Regions from separate parts of the Danio rerio genome. Here region 2 is linked to region 1. A link is a contact called in public Hi-C data. All regions are on one chromosome and are shown on one strand. Each heading gives the region's core, a stretch centred on a gene start, on an enhancer-like site or on the middle of the called end of the contact. The rest is flanking DNA. Distances are from core to core; before and after follow the strand shown.

Region 1 (6,442 bases), core at 3,572-6,071:
AGCATAAGCCCTGTATTTAGTGCAAGTTGGTGTTACTTTGCCTTATATTCAGGGCAGTAAGAGACTGTATTATCATCAAAACTTGTTTAGCACAAAAGTTCATAACATACAAAAACATAAAAAACGAAATTGAATGCTTTGATTCTTTGTTTGCTCATTACTACACCCGTACACAGCAAAGAAGTGCAAAATCTTCAGATTGGCTTTAGTCTTGACTAGTGATTTTGTCCTGGGAGCACTGTACAAATGTGGTGGCGCTATTGTCGTATGCTCAGAGTCCTTATGCAAAATCTAGTGTACATATCTATGTAATTTGTGCATTGACCCACCATGACATCATCATTAATGTTATATTCTGTCCATATTTTCAGAAATATTTGAGCCTGGATTCATCACATTCAGAGTCTTCAATACTGAGAAGGCAGCCATGGCTCTTTGTTCAGGTGTTAAACCAACTGGCTGTCACACTGAACATGTGAGTTCAAATATTATGGATTATTTTCACCAATCTTTATGAAGCGTAATTTGTGACATTCTGTTGAAGATCTTTGGTGTATTAATGAAGAGTTTTACATGTTGTTTTGTTAGTAATATAATTTTTTCCCCCTACAGTTCTGTATTGGTGGAGGTGGACACTTTCCTGAATCTCCTAGACAATGTGGAGATTTTACAAGTTTTGACTGGAGTGGCTATGGCACTAATACAGATTGGAGTGCTTCCAGAGAGATAACTGAAGCAGCGGTGCTTCTCTTTTATCGCTGACAGATCAAACCTTTCTTTCCTTTGTTGTAATCACAGTTTTCTACGGAGACCCGGAAGCGACGTGATGGTGGGGGAAAACAAAACTGAGTGGGAGAAAAAAAAAATGGGTGGGAGAAAAAAACAGTGATAGGAAAATATGTCGATCATCACCCTTCATATGCAACCTCTGAATTAGTGAATGCATGTATACAGACCCACTCTGTATGATAAACTGATCCCAGATCAGCTTCTGTACATGCCATGTAAAGTGACACCTGTTATCAAACAAGTGAAGAGCGGCAAGTGGATCTCTCGTTTTGTTTTGATTGATAACAGAGGTGTCTTTGTAAGAATGCACAGATCTATAATGAAAGCGTTCCATTACTTTTGTAACTGTTTGTGCTCATTTAGGAGAAAATTAGCTGTGTTTAAAATAAAACATGCAGGAAGATATGTTTATGTATTATTAAGACTATTTGTCTGTTTAAACACGCATCTTTAAATGGCGTGTACAGAAGCTGATGTGGGATCAGTTTGTCATAGGAGCGAGTCCGTATACATGCATTCACTTATTCTGAGGTTGATTGACGCACAGCTTAAATGGAAAAAAGTGAATGCAGACATTTTTATATTCATTTCAACGTGCTTTCAAGATATAAAATACATGAGAAATATGGGAAAATACTTAATGATAGGATGATAACGTTTTCCATTTAGTCTTTTTCTATTTCCTAAAATGGAAATATATACAAAACCAAAATAAATTCTGTGCATTTCCACCTGCTAAAATATGAATTGCCTGTTAATTCATACATTCTTTTCTTTCGACTTTTTTCCTTATTTATCAGGGGTTGCCACAGTGGAATGAATCGCCACCTATTCCAGCAAATGTTTTACACAGCGGATGCCCCTCCAGCCGCAACCCAGTTCTTTTTGAACACACATACACGCTTACATGCACACACGCTTATATACTACGGCAATTTATTTAATCTAATTCACCTATAGCGCATGTCTTTAGACTGTGGGGGAAACAGGAGCACGCGGAGGAAACCTACGCCAACACAAGGAAATCATACAAACTTCACACAGAAAATCCAACCGGGACTCAAATCAGCAACCTTTTTGCTGTGAGGCGACAGTGTTAACCACTGAGCCACCGTGCCACCCCATTCAAACACTCTTTTTCAAAATTCTTTATTCAGATATTTACTTTATTATCTTAGTTATACTTTATGTATATGATGAAGAGAATCGGGGTCCCTGACTACAATACATCTACACATAATATGGATGTTTCATAGCATTGTAAACACTCAACATCGTTTGATGTTCGGAAACATTTGGACAATATCCTTTAATATTTGAAATGACTGCTGAGGTGCTGTACAGGAAGCATACCCTTTCTCAAAGGCTACTTGTTGAAGCATATTTAGGGATGTTTGAAACTCGTGTTTACAAAGATAAAATATATTTACAAAATTCAAGTTTGTATCACTATGATATAAAAAAGTGCATCAATGTTTTAAAAATAGAAAAAAAAATCCACATCTGTTGAGACTGAAGAATGCTGATGCATCATTATGTAGAGTACTAGAGCAAGAAAATAAAAACAAACAAACAATGTGAAGTCTACAACATAGTTGACTGCCTATTCAATAAATTATGACCACTGAAAAAAAACAGAGCTACTTACTCCAGTGCCTTACATTACATAGAATAACAACGGCCATCACAATAAAACTTTTGCACCCTTTTTCCTCCCAGATGTCCTAGAAGAGCACCAGAAAACATGGCTGTTTTGTACCATCTCAGCCCTTTGAGGTTTCCTTTTGTATATTTGCAGAAGAACAAATGTAATCAATGCGCTTCCAAAGTCCCTGTGAGAAACAAAAGTTCTTTCCTTTGAATTTGTGTTCTTCCCACAAGCCATTTGTTGTAAATGCATCATCCAAAAGTCTCTGTTGAGCGTGTCTCTCAGGAGAAAGTCCTCGCCTTGTCGGCCCCAGGGTTTTGGTCTGGGATGAGAAGAGAGATGGAGACCCATCCACAGGGTCGGCTCAGTAAGCAGTGCAGGCATGGTGAGGGTCATCGCAGTGTTTTTCATCAATGAACAACAGGTCGTCCAGTGCACAGAACTTCTCCCTCTAGCTTTTTCATTGCCTCAAGTCCTGTCTTTCTCCCTCTCTTCATGTTTCAGAGACGTCTAATGTAGTTGTTGGTTTGTCCCTGAGATGTAGGCCTGTCTGAACCCTCTTGAGCAGCCTGCGTTATCTCTCCTCCATCGTCTTGCCATTGACCTCATTCTCGGCCTCTTCGCGCCTTTTCTGTCTTTGGAAAAACCCCAACTATCAGAGAGAAAGAGAGAAAGTACAGCAACAATAGAACATTATTAAGAAAACTACTGAAGATCTATCTACCTACCTACCTACCTACCTACCTACCTACCTACCTATCTATCTATCTATCTATCTATCTATCTATCTATCTATCTATCTATCTATCTATCTATCTATCTATCTATCTATCTATCTATCTATCTATCTATCTATCTATCTATCTATCTATCTATCTATCTATCTATCTATCTATCTATCTATCTATCTATCTATCTATCTATCTATCTATCCATGTGTGTCTATCATAAACCTAAGCATCCATTCCTGTTTCCATCCACCCACCCATCAATCAATCCATCCATCCATCCATCCGTCCGTCCGTCCGTCCGTCTCTGTGTCTATCATAAACCTAACCATCCATTCCTGTATCCATCTATCCACCCATCCACCACCCATCCACCTATCCATCCATCTGTCTGTGTGTCTATCATAAACCTAAGTATCCATTCCTGTATCCATCCACCCACCCATCCATCCACCCATCCATCCATCCATCCATCAATCCATCCATCCACCCATCCATCCATCCATCCATCCATCCACCCATCCATCCATCCACCCATCCATCCATCCATCCATCCATCCATCCATCTACTTGTCTGTCATCCATCCATCCATCCATCCATCCATCCATCCATCCATCCATCCATCCATTCATTCATTTACTGTACTTGTCTGTTTGTGTCTATCATAAACCTAACCATCTATCTATCTATCTATCTATCTATCTATCTATCTATCTATCTATCTATCTATCTATCTATCTATCTATCTATCTATCTATCTATCTATCTATCTATCTATCTATCTATCTATCTATCTATCTATCTATCTATCTATCTATCTATCTATCTATCTATCGATCGTTTACCTTTCATTACCTTCCAGAGTGCCAGAATGAGAAGAGAGAGGAGTAACAGGCCTCCAAGTGTGCTGCCTATGATAATCCAGATGGGAACACGGTAATCCTCCTCTTTCCTAATCTCTAGGATTATCTGAGAAAACACACAAGCAAAAGACAATATAACAAACTGTAAAGCTTTTTCAAAGACGTACCTTTGCACTTCATTGCAGTGATCATCAAATAGCTGCTTGCCGACCAATTGCTAGGTCTGACAGTATGATTTCCTCTGTATATTTTAATTTAAACAAGCCAGTTCTTACAGCAAAGCAAATGTCAGGAAATGTCTTATCAAATGTTTGATTTGTTGCAGCTGAGATCAGATTTGCTGACATTAATGTTTTTTTTTTTTATTCTGTCCTGCCAATAGATGGCAGCATCACACAGCAATAAAGAATAGTACAGAATTAAAGAGTGCTGCTGGTCCTTTCGGTCCCCTTGGCTCCATGTTCTTTTACTGTGGGGAAACAGCTCACAGCTGCAGCTCACCAATGCACAAACTGATGTATAAAGGGAAGGTTCCAGCATGTCTGAACCAGTGAATTTGAATTCAGTTAGCATAAAAGCATTTTAATCTCATGCTTGTTTATAATTGTTCTTCACTCTTTCACACAGATGAATGAAACGCTTTTGTTTTGCCAAGGATGAAAAAGACAAAAGCAGTGTCTCACATCGTCTTCTCAGTACAGTGGTAGATTTCTATTTGCTTAATCTTAACATGTTGTCTAGCAATGTTTCTGTGAATGCTGATGTGTGTAGAAGGTGACTCACATGTCTGACCGGCCTCTCTTCAGGCAGAAACATAGGGCTGGAAGGGTTCAGCTCCACTGAGGCTGTCGTCACCAGCTCAAGGGTTTTGAACTTCAGCTGCCCGTGACAAGAAAAACAGTTTTCAGTTTCTCTGACAGGCCATTACTTTGGTGAATGTAAAAAAGGTGGACAAGGACAAACACTTAAGGTGAGAGGCTAGAGGGGTGGTAAAAAGTATGTGTACTTTGACAGTTCACTTGAAAATGAAAATGTGCTGTTAATTTCCTCACACCAAGATTCAAATCATTTTAAAAGTACACTCCGTTATGCTCACCCGAGTTTGTTATTTGATTAGAAAAAAAACTAATGGAAACCCAATTATCAAATTAATTACATGATGTGTAACAGCAAAACAAATCATATTATGTGACTAAACTAACAAGCAAACAAAATTCAAATGTGTGTGTCATCTGTCTCAGAGATGCTTTTTTAAAATGGTTTCCCCATTACAGCTACTTATTTTATTTTAGTTCCAGGAGACCATGGAATATAGCCTTAGCATTACTGCCTAATGCCTACAGCCCCATTGATACCCTCTGCCACTGCATTGATGAAATTAACAGTTAGATGTGCCAAAACTTTCTTCAGTTAAACAAAGAGTCAAGGAAACTGAAGTCATTGCATGGGGAACAGAGATGAGGTTCTCAAGGTGCATGTATACCTTGGCTCTAGGGGTCAAACAACAAAAGTTAAGGTGAATCTTGGTGTTATTCTGGAGTCAGATCTGAGTTTAAGAAGTCATGTCAAAGCAGTCAGTAAATCAGCATACTGTCATCTCAAAAACATTGCAGGAATTAGATGCTTTGTTCCTAGTGAAGACTTAATAAAACTTGTTCATGCTTTTATCAGCAGCAGGGTGGATTACTGTAATGGCCTCCTCACTCCTCACAGGCCTTTCCAAAAAAACAGTTGCAGCTCATCCAGAACAATGCTGCCAGGATTCTGACCAGAACCAGAAAATCAGAGCACATCACACCTGTCCTCATGTCTTTACACTGGTTCTAAGTTACATTCAGAACAGATTTTAAAGTATTACTACTAGTCTATAAGTCACTTATTGGCCTAGGACCTCAATACATTACAGCTATGCTCACTGAATACAAACCTAACAGATCACTCAGATCATTAAGATCAAATAAATTAGATATTCAATTTCAGCTAAAGCAGGGTGAATCTACCTTCAGCTACTACACCCCCTGCTGCTGGAATCAGCTTCCAGAAATGATCGGATGTGCTTCAACATTAGGCACATTCAAATCAAAACTGAAAGCTCATCTGTTTAGCTGTGTCTTTACTGAATGAGCACTGTGCTATGTCCGGCAGATAGCACTATTATGTCTTTCTTTTCTTTTACATTCTTTTACAACCTGTTTTTACACATTTTTTATCTGTTTTGATCTGTTTTAATAATTTTTAATTTCTTGTGTCTTTTATTTGTGTTTATGTAAAGCACTTGGAGTTTCTATTGTGTATGAAATGTGCTACATAAATAAACTTGCCTTGCCTAAAAATGGCTCAGATTATTTGTGGTATCAGTTTATCATAAAAGTTAAATTCACTTTGAACGTGAGCATACATACAATACAAGTAT
Region 2 (5,998 bases), core at 1,674-4,173, 160 kb after region 1:
TGTAACGGTCTTACGTGCAAAATAACACCACACAGGAATCGAAATGAGAGATAATTAGAGAGAGGCAACTGGCAAACAGAGGGAAAATTAGGCACAAAAGCTATATGTATGAGATGCTTTTGCTTTTTATGCCTAATTTTCCCTCCGTTTATAGCAATATTTTACATATTCATTACCACAATAGATTGTATATATAATAATGAGTAATGAATATAGATAATATTGTTATTGTGTACTCTTCTAAACATTGAATTATTTTGTCTTTGAAATTTTTTTATTATTTTCAGAGCACTCTTTATACAAGTTGTTCAAAGTATAACCAGTCTAAAAATATTTTTTGGTATTAAACTTGTCTTTGTTTTGAAATATTTCCTGATATTTAACAAAACAAGGACATCTTCACAGTATTTCCTTTTTTTCTGTAGAAAGTATTATTCATTTTAGTTCGGTTGAAATAGTAGATTTCACTTTTTTATTTTAAGGTCATTATTATTAGCCGTTTCTAAATATATATATTTATATTATATATTTATATATTTATATATATATATATATATATATTTGAAACATCCTTTAAAAATGACGTTTTTATCAGGCTTCTGTGTGTGGGTTCAGTAATTTTAAGTTTATGGCAAAGAGTACACTCTTTTGGAGGTCTTTAAAATGAAATAACTCAACATAAACATAGGAGTCTCAGAAAATGCTACTTTTCAATGGAAATTTCAGATGGCACTTTTTTTGCATCTGTACTCTTCATATATAGTTTTGGATTTGTTTTGTTATTTGAAAACCATTAAACGGAAGTTTGCCTGTCTTTTCAGTCTCTTTTGTAATTTATTCAAATACCATGATAATGTTGTATACTGTGATAAAGAAAATCAGTAATTACAATGCCATGAAAATACAATGCCTAGTTTGAGCATTTGAGCATATAAAATCATCATCAAAAACAAATTTGCCTTATAATTTTTGCTAATTAGTTGTCATGATGGAAATTTGACGCATGTAAATACAATTAGATCATTAAATGTTTTACCTGTAGATACTGTAAAAATAAATAGTTCATATTACTTTATGCTAACTAACTATGCATTATGCTTTATGCATTTACTAATGTCAATGAGATCTTATTTATACAACAGTTCTGTCTGGTTCTCGAATCTGATTGGCTGATAGCCGTGATATATTTAAGTAATATCAGCACCCGTACAGCCTCTTTACCCTTTGTGTATTACTCCGCCCACATACAGCCAGCAACAAGCAGACACTACAGATCTAAAGTTTAAAAGATGCTTGCTCAGCTTGCTCAACTGTCAGCTTATGGTTTGAATCCAATGTGGAAGAAAGTAGTTCCTCATACAAAAGGGTTTTTGAGACTCTCCATGTTTGATTTTGTTTTTATAAACACAATTATGCCGTCAAACTGTTGTATAAACGCAATATCACACTTGTAGCAGTGCGATATGGCTGTATATCGGCACTGGTGGGGGGACTAAGGCACTAGGCCGCAACACACGCCTCCCACCAGTGCCGATATAAAGCCATATTGCACTGCTACTCGTGTGATATTGGTCATATATATATATATATTCGAGTCCTGATCAGGAGGTAATTTCTAATTCTGATCAGATCTGGACATCCCTAATAATAATAATAATAATAATAATAATAATATATCATTATATTTTATACTTCATGTGGTATTTTTAGTTCTAATATTTTTTATTTTTAATGGGGGTGAGGTACTTAATACCCAAAGTTACAGTTTGATTTTATAGCACACATTTTACTACAAAAAGCAAAGACAAGCAACATGTGAATCAAGTTTTATCTGTTTGCATAATAAGCACACATTCAAAGCTGCACATCCTAACCAAATCAGAAATCCTCACATGTAAGAAAACATTTGAACAACAAAAAGTAGCTACCAGTAGTAGTAGCAAAGGCTTTGACATTTTCTAATCGTTCATGTTGTTTTAGTAAGTTTTGATATCCTGTGGGAAATCAAGACACTTTCTTACCCATGAAAACTCTATTAAATGAACGCCCCTTAAGCGGTTGCTGTGCTAATTGAATTCAATAATCCAACACAGAAAAAATCACAGCCATAATTTTCATCATGCTAATCTAGGAGAAAAAGCACAGAAGGGCAGAGATAATGTGCATCATTGTTGTAATAAATGCAACCAATAAGCCAGATGCAGGCCGGTATGTGAGGTGCTTTTAGATTTTCTGGATCGTCTTCAACTGATGTCTTCATTCTTATATTACAGTGTTATCTCTATGCATTGAGCTATAGATGAAGAGCCTTTCTTAAGCAGCCCACTCATGCATGACCTGAACTACAAATCCCAAAGGACCTTAGAAAGAGGTCAATGGACTAAAGTGACATCAAACATTCATAGCATCATGTCTAATGTTCTGTCTACTATTGAATGGATGACTGTGGTTATGTAGCGCCATACTGTGGACAATTGTGTGTATTACAGTAGTATTTGTGGAATTTGTGGTATTTGTACTGTATTTGTGGAAGTTACATTGTTTGTTCTTACTGTACATCCATACATAGTTCTGTTTGTATACTTAGTCACAGTAAAAATAAATAAGATAACTATCTTGTACTTGTTTCCTGCAGTTTGGCCGTATCGACCCTCACTATCCAAAGGTATGTGGTCACCAAGGAAATGTGCTGGACATCAAATGGAATCCTTTCCACGACAACATAATCGCATCTTGTTCAGAGGACTCATCTGTGAGTATTTGCGAAGAGCAAAATCAAGACAATGCTCAAATGATTAATTTATTCATTCATTCAATCATTTTCTTTTCGGCTTAGTCTCTTTATTATTTTGGGGTTGCCATAGTGGAATGAACTTATCTAGCATATTTTTTATGCAGCGGATGCCCTTCCAGCTGCAACCCATCACCGGAAAATACCCATACACACTTACCCTACAGAGAATTTAGCTTAACCAATTCACCTATATCGCATGTCTTTTGACTTGTGGAGGAAACTGGAGCACCCAGAGAAAACCCACGCGATCACGGGGAAAACATACAAAGTCCACACAGAAATGAGAACTGACCCAGCCGGTGCTCGAACCAGCGACCATCTTGCTGGGAGGTGACCATGCTCCCCACTGAGCCACCGTTATGCCCTCCAATGATTCAATCTAATCTAAAATAAATTAAACATGTCTGAAACATTAGTTTGTAAAACAGACTCTTTAAAAATATCTCTTAAATAGAAAGTTCCACTACATTTCCTGCTACTGAAGCATTTTTTATCTCAATTCATGTTAATTTAACAAAATTTAAAAACATAAATTTACTTTATAATCATATTTATATTCCATTTTTTGTGTTTTTTTATAATTAATTTTTCAGTAAATGTAAACTATCCTGATGCACATGCTGAACAGAGCATAATGCAATGTTGTATTGTTATTTATTGACAAAAATTAATAGGATTAAATGGCTCTCTGGAGTACTTGTTTCTCAGTGGCCTGTCCAGTCATAATGTCACTATAGAGTCAGTATATGTTGCTTGATTGTATAACATTGTATTTGTCTTTTAAGAGTGCTAAAACTACTTGTGAAGTTTTACACCGTAAATAGAACAAACCTGATATGTTGTGGAGTAGTTAAATGTAATAGTTACGTAAGGTTGCATATAACAGTTTGTGCAACATTTAAAATGTTTAATAAATTGCACAAGAAAAACACACACTTATTTATTTTTTGAATTGCATTTGACTGCTTTAAAATTAAATGCGGGTGATGCTGTGAATTGGGTTTAGGCTAAGTTGTCTTTAGTGTGTTTGTGTGTGAATGAGTGTGTATGGATGTTTCCCAGGTATGGGTTGTGGCTGGAAAGGCATCTGCTGTGTAAAAACATGCTGGATAAGTTGGCGGTTCATTCATTAATAAAGGGACTAAGCCGACAAGAAAATGAGTGAAAATGAAATGCAAATGTTTTAGGACACGGAATAGGACAGATAAAAAATATATATATTTTCTATATGGCATTGTGTGTATGCTTTATTTTTTATATGAAATGTTTTTCCTCAATGCATTGTTAAAAATCTCTGTTTTCTTATATATTTGTGCAAAGACATGATTTTGAAAAGTCTTTGAAAAGGCTTTGTTGCTGCTGTAATTTAAAATATAATTTAAGGAGTGAAGGATTTTAAAGGTCTAGTAATCAGTGTTGTTATCAGTGAGTGAGTCCAGTAATCAGTGTTTTGTTCTACTGATTAAAATGTTTAAATATAATTAAGGGGTGAAAACCTGTTAGGAATTTAGAAAAGTTAGCAAATAAAGTATGGAAAATATAGTTACATTACTCAATACAATTTCAATGACACGTAGTCTGTAACCTGTTCAAACTATTCTCAACACTGCCCCACAATAGAGTCTGAAAGGATCTTCATGTTACATGGGGGGGTGTATGACTAAAAAGTGTTTTGTTTGCGTCAGGTGCGAATATGGGAGATTCCTGACAGTGGACTGACAAGGAGTTTGACAGAGTCTGTATTAGAACTCTATGGCCACAGCAGGCGTGTGGGCCTCATCGAGTGGCATCCAACCACTAGCGGGATTCTCTTTAGTGCTGGCTATGACTACAAGGTAAGGACAATTTGTGTGACACAATCTGATCAACTTAAACTTACTGATATGAGCTATAAAATTAAAACATCCTAGATATGTTAGATCATTAAAAAAGTGAGTAAACCCACTGCGTTAAAATTATTATGTAATTAAAGAATCTGCATAATTTTAAACCTCAATTTAACAGATTCTCAATTTAATTATTGTTTTTTTTAAAGTGTAGTTGACAAAGAAATCTGTCATTATTTACTCACCCTACACTTGTTTTAAGGCCATTTAAGTTTCTTTGTTCTGTTGAACAAAAAATAAGTTATTTTAAAACATGTAGGTTAATGCCACTCATTGTCTTCCTAGTATTTTTTTCTACTATAAAAGTCGATGGGTGCCAGTATTATAACAGAAAAAAAGAAACTCATTAAGGTTTAAAACCTCATCAAGAGGAATAAATGATGAGGTATATTTCTATTAATCTATTTAAGTAAAGAAATGGATCACTTTTTAATGTGTTTGTGAAAGCTGATTCTGATTGTCCACAATGTGAACACGACATTGCAGCGTTCAGAAATAAAACTGTCTAAGAATGTATCAGAGGTTGTGCTTTTTCTCACCCTGTAGATCCTGATTTGGAATCTTGAGATCGGAGAGCCAGTGAAAATGATCGACTGCCACTCAGATGTGATTCTGTGTATGTCATTTAACACAGAGGGCAGCTTGCTGGCCACCAGCTGCAAAGACAAGAAACTTCGTGTCATTGAGCCACGCTCAGGCAGAGTTCTGCAGGTGCGTTCAGCCTTACAATACACACATTTAAACACTCATTTACACAGACACGCTTATGCCCTCTTTCTTAGGGGTTTTCAATTAGAAACATTTGACATATTTTAATGTCATGCCTGAAAATGCAAACTTTTAAAAATGGGTTTCAAAGTGTAGTTTTTATTTAAAGCAAAACTTTAAATTTTCTGTGTGTAAACTACAAAATATGGATATTATGTGCTCAGTATATATGCTTCAGACCACAGTTTATGCTTCTTGAAACATTGCCTGAAATTGCCAGTTGTTGGCTTAGCATATGTGATGCTGTGTCTTATCCATTTTTCACAGATCTGTGTCAGGTCCTGACGTTATTGTCTGTGTGCAAAGCTTTTAAAAGATGCAATAGCTTTTAGTACACAGTTGTTAAATAAACAAAGCCTTAGCTTTATAATTGATGCTACACACTATTTCATCATATAAATCAAGGATTTAATGGATTAAAATAGATAAATGGGTTAAAAGGAACAGTAAAAGTGAAAGTAACTGTAAAGATACTGATCATGTTACAAAAGACTTTATTTTCAGATAAATCCTTTTCAGCTGAACTGTCTGTTTATCCGTGAAACCTGTT

Evidence for each region. Hi-C and Micro-C count contacts between places; a contact is called where the count stands out from the background.
Region 2: a contact with region 1 is called in a Hi-C map of an unstated tissue, with 6 times the contacts expected there. The contact joins two enhancer-like sites. A contact is called at or near these places in 4 of 18 Hi-C or Micro-C datasets (caudal fin, embryo, hematopoietic stem cells and 1 more) and 1 of 4 datasets of contacts at active chromatin or transcription factors (caudal fin).

What each region holds. Positions count from the first base shown.
Region 1 is chr7:33,212,585-33,219,026 of GRCz12tu, forward strand. itga11a (integrin, alpha 11a) reads right to left here. Exons shown (of 30, transcript NM_001172627.1): 28 at 4,813-4,908; 29 at 4,022-4,135; 30 at 1,707-3,089. The coding sequence ends at 3,012. It overlaps si:ch211-194p6.12, which reads left to right. Exons shown (of 10, transcript XR_012383357.1): 8 at 372-475; 9 at 613-919; 10 at 1,301-1,404. Among named protein-coding and RNA genes, the nearest start is that of si:ch211-194p6.12, 8.2 kb to the left of the region's middle. Within about 2 kb of position 4,822, at least 3 of the 62 cell types and tissues checked have an H3K27ac peak or open chromatin away from gene starts, as enhancers often do.
Region 2 is chr7:33,376,713-33,382,710 of GRCz12tu, forward strand. It overlaps coro2ba (coronin, actin binding protein, 2Ba), which reads left to right. Exons shown (of 12, transcript XM_683629.8): 3 at 2,636-2,752; 4 at 4,480-4,629; 5 at 5,227-5,391. Among named protein-coding and RNA genes, the nearest start is that of anp32a, 23 kb to the right of the region's middle. Within about 2 kb of position 2,924, at least 6 of the 62 cell types and tissues checked have an H3K27ac peak or open chromatin away from gene starts, as enhancers often do.